Regions from separate parts of the Anser cygnoides genome. Here region 2 is linked to region 1. The links are chromatin contacts, called in public Hi-C maps. All regions are on one chromosome and are shown on one strand. Each heading gives the region's core, a stretch centred on a gene start, on an enhancer-like site or on the middle of the called end of the contact. The rest is flanking DNA. Distances are from core to core; before and after follow the strand shown.

Region 1 (3,689 bases), core at 1,080-3,579:
CCGGGGACTTCAGCCCAACGAGCAGAAATAGTCGCCCTGACACGAGCCCTGGAACTAAGCGAGGGTAAGAACGTGAATATTTGGACAGATTCAAAATATGCATTCGGGGTAGTTCATGTACATGGGGCATTATGGAAAGAAAGGGAAATGCTATCCTCACAAGGGACTAATATAAAATACCAGGAAGAAATATTGAAATTAATAACAGCTGTACAGAAACCCCAACAGGTGGCCATAATGCATTGTAAAGCCCATCAAGGAGGGGTGTCAGAGATTGCAGAAGGTAACAGACTGGCAGATTTGACGGCCTGGAAGGTTGCGCGTGAAGTATGGAAAGTAACGGCTCTAATTCCATCAAAGGTAGGCCTCTCTTGTTTTAAATTACCTAAAGACCCAAAGTATTCAGCAGAAGATGAGAGACTTGCAAATTTGATGAAGGCCCAGAAGAATCCTGAGGGATGGTATGTGACTACGACAGGACAACTTATAGTGCCTCCTATAGTAATGCGAGAAATCTTACAAATAAAACATAATGAATGTCACTGGGGTGCAGGAGCAATGGTGACCTATTTGAAACGAGGTGTCATCTCGGTACACATGTTAACAATGGCAAAGTCAGTAATGTCAAAATGTGAGCTTTGCTTAAAGAATAATCCGGTAGCAAGGAAACATGCTGAGATAGGAAGAACTAGAGCTGGGATAGAGCCTGGAGATTACTGGCAAATAGACTTCGTGGAGCTGCCTAAAGCAAGAGGTTATAAATACCGATTGGTAGGGGTTGATACTTTTTCAGGATGGCCGGAGGCCCTTCCCTGTCGCACCAAGCAAGCAAAGGAAACGGTAAAATGGTTACTACAGGAAATAATCCCTAGATTTGGTGTACCATTGGGTATTTCTTCAGACAGGGGACCACATTTCATTGCCAATGTGGTTAAGGAGGTTAGTAGGTTACTGGGAATCACCCAGAACACCCTATCCCACTTACTCCACCCCCATCCTATAGTACTAGCGTTAACAAGCAGGCATAGAGGAATCAATAAGATAGTAGACTAATGAAGATGCGTTAAGATTATACTTACTAATCTCTATATCAAGTTATACTCACTAACCTCTACTAACCTGATTCAACCTAATAGTAATGAAAATACTTGCTCTTGGTATGAGTGAAGTATTTTCAAAGGGGGGAAATGTTAGTGTTGGGGAGAATCGAATGGATGTTTTACTAATGTCTCTTAGGTGATGGGACATACAGTATAATTAAGCATTACCAAATGTACTTACATTATCAATTAATCTATGTACACTGGAAACCTAGGGAGTACACTGAACATTTAAAGGAATCGTTGAAGGGGAACCCTGGGAGGGAACAGGTACAACCTGACCTTGGATAAGGGCCTGGAAATGCTGAAATGAGTTGAAGCAGAACCAAGGAGCGGAGGGAGCATGCGTCGAGTGAGAAAGGTGAAAGAGTTTAGCGGAGAGGAAGACTCCTTACTTCATCTGGACGACCACCTGGACGACCACCAGAGTGCGCCACGCATGTGCAAAGGGGAGGGGAGCTAATTAGAATGGAATGCGAGGCTGATGTTGCAACCTGTAATGAATATGTATACCTTACGTAATGTTGAATGTATAAATAATGGCTGGGAAGTAACGGGACTTGAAGCCAGATTTGGGCACCTGCCCCGGCTTCCAGCGCTGAATAAAGCACCTTCATATAATCACTTGGTGGTTATGTGGTTGCTACGCTAACACTCTCTTTGCCTGCTCACTTCTACAGAAATATTTGGGTGGCTTTGGTGCTTTTGGACTGCAGAGATGTGAGGTCATGGATGCTGCAGCATGTAAGGTTGTCGGTGCTGGGCCTGAACTGACGTCTTGCCATTTGTTCCTGAGCTGTGGGTGCTGAGTCACCCCAGGGGGTATCAGCAAATTTTCTTCCTAAGTTGTGTGGGCGTAGATATTATTTTAACATCTGCAGAAGGAGGAACGCTGCTATAATTCTCCCTCTCTTCATCAGCCTGGGCTGAAGAGATCATACAGTCTTCTGCCGAAGTACATGGAGCAACAGCTGCACTGGAACATTTGATCATCTCACATTTGATCATCTCGCTGAGGCAAGGATCAAAAGGGAGATGACGCTCCAGTGATGTGCCCTGGTGGCACGGGGGTCACACCAGCTCTCGAGAACCCGGTGTTTATGATTACGTTGACATGAAAAACTGTTCTGCCCGCTGTCACGTGTCAACAGCGCTGGAATAAAAAACTTGAAACAACCCCTCTTTCTCGGTACTTCTTCCCTCCCTTAGCACGTGTTGCTGCTCCTTCAGCCTGCCCCCTGGGCGGGGGCGGCCCGAAATGGCGGCGGGGGCGGGACAAGATGGCGGCGGGCGGGCGGTACTTCTGCACGGCGGGCCGCGGCCTCGAGCCTTTCCTGGCCCGGGAGCTGCGAGCGAGGCTCGGAGCCACGGAGGTGAGAAGCAGGCCTCGTTCGCTGCGAGTCCGTGCTAATTTCAATATATCGTGCGGTAAAATTAAATATTTCTTGTTGCGTTCGCCAAGGAGGTTCTAGGGAGTAAAATCATGACAGGACACCAGGAAGAAGCCGGCTCGTAGAGGCACTAAAATGATTTATTTCGCGAAACCGCGCTCCGCAGCTCTGAGGGCTGTGCTGACCAACATCTCCGTCCCCTCGCCACCCCTGGTTAGCTGTGCTTTGCTGGGTTCTTCTCGGTGCGAAGACGTGGTAGGGCACACGGTGGTGCTGTTGAGCCGCTGAAGCGCTCACAGAAAATATTCTTTTTTCCCCTTCCCTTTAAGGTGGACTATATTTCGGGAAAAGTCTTCTTCACCACTGACGCGGAGCCGAGCGAACTGAAGAAAATCAAGTCTGGAGAGAGGTTGTTTTTGCTGATTAAGAAACACGACCCGCTTCCCGTTTCAGGAAATAAAGGTACTGCGCTGACTGTTCCCCTCGAGTCATCCTGTTCTTTTTGCATGCAGGACATGGGTTCAAAAACTTCAAGTGTAAGCTCATGTCCTATTTGTAAAATTAACATTCGATCAATTTCATCATCTGTAGCTCTAACTGAGAAGAATCAACTCTGAAGTTGTGGTTTTTGACTTTCTTTTTGTTGTTTTTTACCCAACTATGCTTTCAAATATGTTTTTCTGTGCTGAAAACAGCTTAAAAATGTTTGAAATACACGTCTTACCAGCTGACGTTCTGCTGGCATAGTACGCATGTATATATGTATAACACCACTCCCACACCAAAAAAATTAACAAAACTGAAGTCCAATTCTGGACCCCTTGTATGTGTTTTAACAGTGAGTCATTTTTTTTTTAGGTGATGTGGATCCATACATATTCTGCATCACTTAACTGTTCAGTATGCAGATTTCTTGTGAATTTCAAGTACTCGTGTCACTTTATCAGTGTTGAAATAAGAATTTTGAGTAAGATGGATTGATATTTGTATGGGGGTAGGGTTTTATTTGAAAGATTACAAGAGGCCTTTGGCTCTAAGGATCAAATTTAACTATGATTATGAAATTTAAAATGAGAAATAGAAATACTTAAATGTTTTTCCCTGACCAGAGTCAAGACTTTTATATGAATTGGCCTCTGTATTTCTTGTGCCTCTCTTGTCATAGTTAAGTCAACAGGACACACTACAGGTAGGTGTA
Region 2 (3,596 bases), core at 643-3,142, 350 kb after region 1:
TTAGATGGACATGGTACCCCTGAGCAGAACACAAGCAAACGTTTGTCAGTCAGAAGTCTGCGTCTGATTCTGTGCAACGTATGCAGCTGTTCAGATGGGTCAGCAATGCTGTTAGGACTGCTGAGGGCAAATCTGCCTGCTGAGAGATTAACTTAGCCCTCTAACAGCAAAATAAAACTGTATGAATGAGGTCAGCTATTAAAACCAACTTTATAAGATTTTTTTCTGAATGTATTTCGTCAAGGTGGGTTTAACAGCTAAACCGATGAAATTTTCAGAAAGAATTTTGCCTCAATTTCACTGCCCATAATTAAGAGTTCAATGTAAAGCTTCATTTGTTCACTCTAACAAACAGAGGCTTTTATGGTGATGAATCTATTGATTAAAAAGACAACAAGCAAACTTTCAGCACGTGCTGTGAAGTTACCTGTATATCCAAGCACTGCAGAACGGAGATGGAGAACGTTGCTGTTTTTCCTGTTCCGGACTGTGACCTGAGAAACAGACGTTTGGTGAACGCTCTGCTCTCCATTTCTGGATAAACAACACAGGCAATTTCAATATATTCCACCTCTCTGCCCTAAGAACTGCCATTCATTTGCTGAAAACAAGTGAATATTGCCAACAGCGTATCCCACAAATCTTTGTTATGATCACAGCGTGGTTTGCAGACACACAGCTTTAAAGACTGTAGTACCAGAGACAAAGCACTATCTATTACAGGGTCCCTGGCTCTGGCGTGGTTACTCTTTATCAGATCAGCACTTAAGCTTTCTGCAATCTGTCTCGGAAGATTTTTGTTTGTTTGTTTTTTAAAGGAAATGTTAGATCACAGAATCCAACAGTAGCTTGAGTTGGATGGGATCTTAAAGATCATCTGGTTCCACTCCCCCCGCCATGGGCAGGGACACCTCCCACCAGACCAGGCTGCCCAAAGCCCCATCCAGCCTGGCCTTGAACACCTTCTGGGATGGGCCATCCACAGCTTCTCTGGCAAGGTGTTGCTGTGCCTCACCACCCTCACGGTGAAAATTTTTTTCCTAATATCCAATCTGAACCTATCCTCTCTTAGTTTAAAGCCGTTACCCCTTGTCCTATCACTCCACTCCCTGACAAAGTATCCCTCCCAACTTTCCTGTAGGCCCCTTTAGGTATTAGAAGGCCGCTGTAAAGGGTCTCCCTGGGATCAGCTAAGCTAACACAACCCAGAAGGCTACCAATTCCCACTAGCGACCCCAAAAGATTTTTCCCAACCACATGCTTTTTGGCCACCAGAAACACCAGTTTTCCCCCTGCATATTCATCCCCTTGGCATGCTGGCACTCCTCCGGCCTTGCAGACAACGAGCAGCCACGTACTGTGCGATCACGTCCCGGCCCTTGATGATCTGCTTGATGGCTCTCTGCTGGATGGCCGATGGCTTCTCGAACCCTGTGGGAACGGCCGTTAAGGACGCGTGCCCGTGGCCCCACCACACACACACAAACACCCCCATTCCCTTTCCCTTCCCCTTCTTCCCTTCTCTTCCTTTCCCCTCCCCTCCCCATTTTCCCTTCCCCTTCTTCCCTTCCCTTCCTCTTCTTCCCTTCCCTTCCCTTCCCTCCCCTCCCCATTTTCCCTTCCCCATTTTCCCTTCCCCTCCCCTCCCCTCCCCCCCTTCCCCTCCCCTCCCCATTTTCCCTTCCCTTCCCCTCCCCCCCCTCACCGTAGGCGTAGATGCCCCGCAGCAGGTCCTCCCGCAGCCCCATGGTGTCGAAGGTGGGCGTCACGTCCACCTCCTCGCTCGTCTCGAACTCCACCTTGGTCATGTCCTCCTCCTTCATCAGCCGCTTCCTCGCCGAGCCGCTGCCGCCCCCGGAGCCCGCCGAGCCCGACATGGCCGCGGCTTCTCCGGCCGCCGCCGCCTCACACGAGAGACCAGGCCGCTGCGCGGAGCGCGCATGCGCAGGGGCGGGGTTGACGGAGCCAGAGGGGGGAGTGCGCATGCGCCGTGAGGGAAGCGAGGGCGGGCGGTGGGTGCGGGTGAGTCGGGGGTGTTGCTCCTTGCCCTCAGTTCCCGTCGGACATTTTCTCTCCTCCCCCGCACCTTTTTTTGTCCTTTTTCCGCCGGGATTTGACGCTGATCCGTCTGGTGAGCGGCGGTAGGGCGCGAGGGAGCGGGGTGAAGCTGTGTCGGGGGAGGTTTTGAAGTCGCGTTGTGTTTGTGCTGTAAAAAATGATAATAATGGGGGGTGTTGGTGTCTGAAGGGGCTGCTTCACCCTCCTGTGCCTCTTCTCCCAGCCTCGTTTTTTAGGAAATTGGAGGCTTCAAGGCAGCACGGGTGGCCCGGCCACACAGCACGCCAGGATCGAGGCTGTTGGTGCTCTGTGGGATGAAGGAAGTCAGGAAGGTTTCTTCTGGCAGGGACCCCACCGGTCGCCCTCGCCTGCAGCTCCCCCGAGGTGCTTCCCCTCAGGCCTGGATCCGTAAGTCATGGCCAGTTCCTTGCACAGGGCGCTTCGTTTCCGTTTCATGTCTGTACAACGTCTTGCAGGCACAAATCCAGCTATCGCACCTTGAAGGGTTTCGCTGTTTCCCCACAAAATTCAGTCCTAAAGAATGGGTCCTGCTGAGAGCAGTTCGGGCCGAGATGTTTCGTTTCACAAGGGAGTGGTTTAATAGACGTTAGTTGAGGGTGGCGACTTGGGGAGTTTTCTACGTGTTGGTCATTTTTTGGGGATGGTCTGGGCTTCACCCGCTGCGTGGTGACTGAACGGCCCCCTTGGGTGCTGCTTTCACCTGTGCAGGTGGAGTGGGACGGTGAAGCTGAACAACAGAGCTCTCAACTCTGGTCTTTTTACAGGAGGGAGAGGGATGCATATCCTAGCAGAAGGGAAAAGTTAACCCAATTGTAACACTGGCTTCAGAAGCTCTGACATCTCTGTACCACTTGTGACTGAGGTTGTCACCCTTTTAGCACGTGGAGTGAATTTCATTCATCTTTTCCATGTTTGATATAATATATTTTTTCTTCTTGGTGCTTTTATCCCAAGGATTAACAATGCAGTTGCAAATGCTTTTGAAGTAACTGCTTTAATGCACTGAAGTGGAAGAGGAAAGGCCTCCTCCAAACCTGGAATGAAATTGGGGCTCTTGGAGATGTTACCAGCCCTGTTTTGGCTTTCTGGCAATCGGGTTCTGCTCTTTGAGTCAGCGTGGCTGAATCTCACCTTTGAGTCAGGGAGGGCCAAGATGATCTCAGCTCCATTTTAACTTCTAGGCCAAACACAATGTTGTCTCGCAGTCCCTGTCTGACAGTTTTCGACATACCACTGCATGCTCTATAACTTTTGTTGGCTTTTCTGATACTGCATTTTCACGGGTGTGTAGGGAGACCAAAGTGTGTGGTCTGTGGCTTCCAACCTGCTCCTTGTCATTGCCTTAGAGGTGGCTCATGGCATCTCCCTTCTGGCAGCTTGGTGTTGTTTTTAGAACTTTCCCCAGTATTGATGGGGTCCCTGGAGCTTCAGTATTGAAAGCCGTTAGTTTTTCTCTGCCTGTTTTGTCCCACTGACTTTCCTCTGTTGCTTTTTTACCTGGCATCACAGGAGAGTGA

Evidence for each region. A called contact is a pair of places that touch in the nucleus more often than the background predicts.
Region 2: a Hi-C map of liver shows a contact between it and region 1, with 2.2 times the contacts expected there. The contact joins the promoter of LOC106045607 here to the promoter of THUMPD2 in region 1. A contact is called at or near these places in 2 of 7 Hi-C or Micro-C datasets (granulosa cells and liver).

Annotation. Positions count from the first base shown.
Region 1 is chr3:13,358,360-13,362,048 of Taihu_goose_T2T_genome, forward strand. THUMPD2 (THUMP domain containing 2) reads left to right here and starts at 2,330. Exons shown (of 10, transcript XM_013196149.3): 1 at 2,330-2,473; 2 at 2,821-2,953. The coding sequence starts at 2,381.
Region 2 is chr3:13,708,561-13,712,156 of Taihu_goose_T2T_genome, forward strand. LOC106045607 (ninein-like protein) reads left to right here and starts at 1,893. Exons shown (of 19, transcript XM_048048346.2): 1 at 1,893-2,022; 2 at 2,282-2,466; 3 at 3,589-3,596. It overlaps EIF4A3 (eukaryotic translation initiation factor 4A3), which reads right to left and starts at 2,000. Exons shown (of 12, transcript XM_048048352.2): 1 at 1,706-2,000; 2 at 1,359-1,431; 3 at 428-494. The coding sequence starts at 1,985.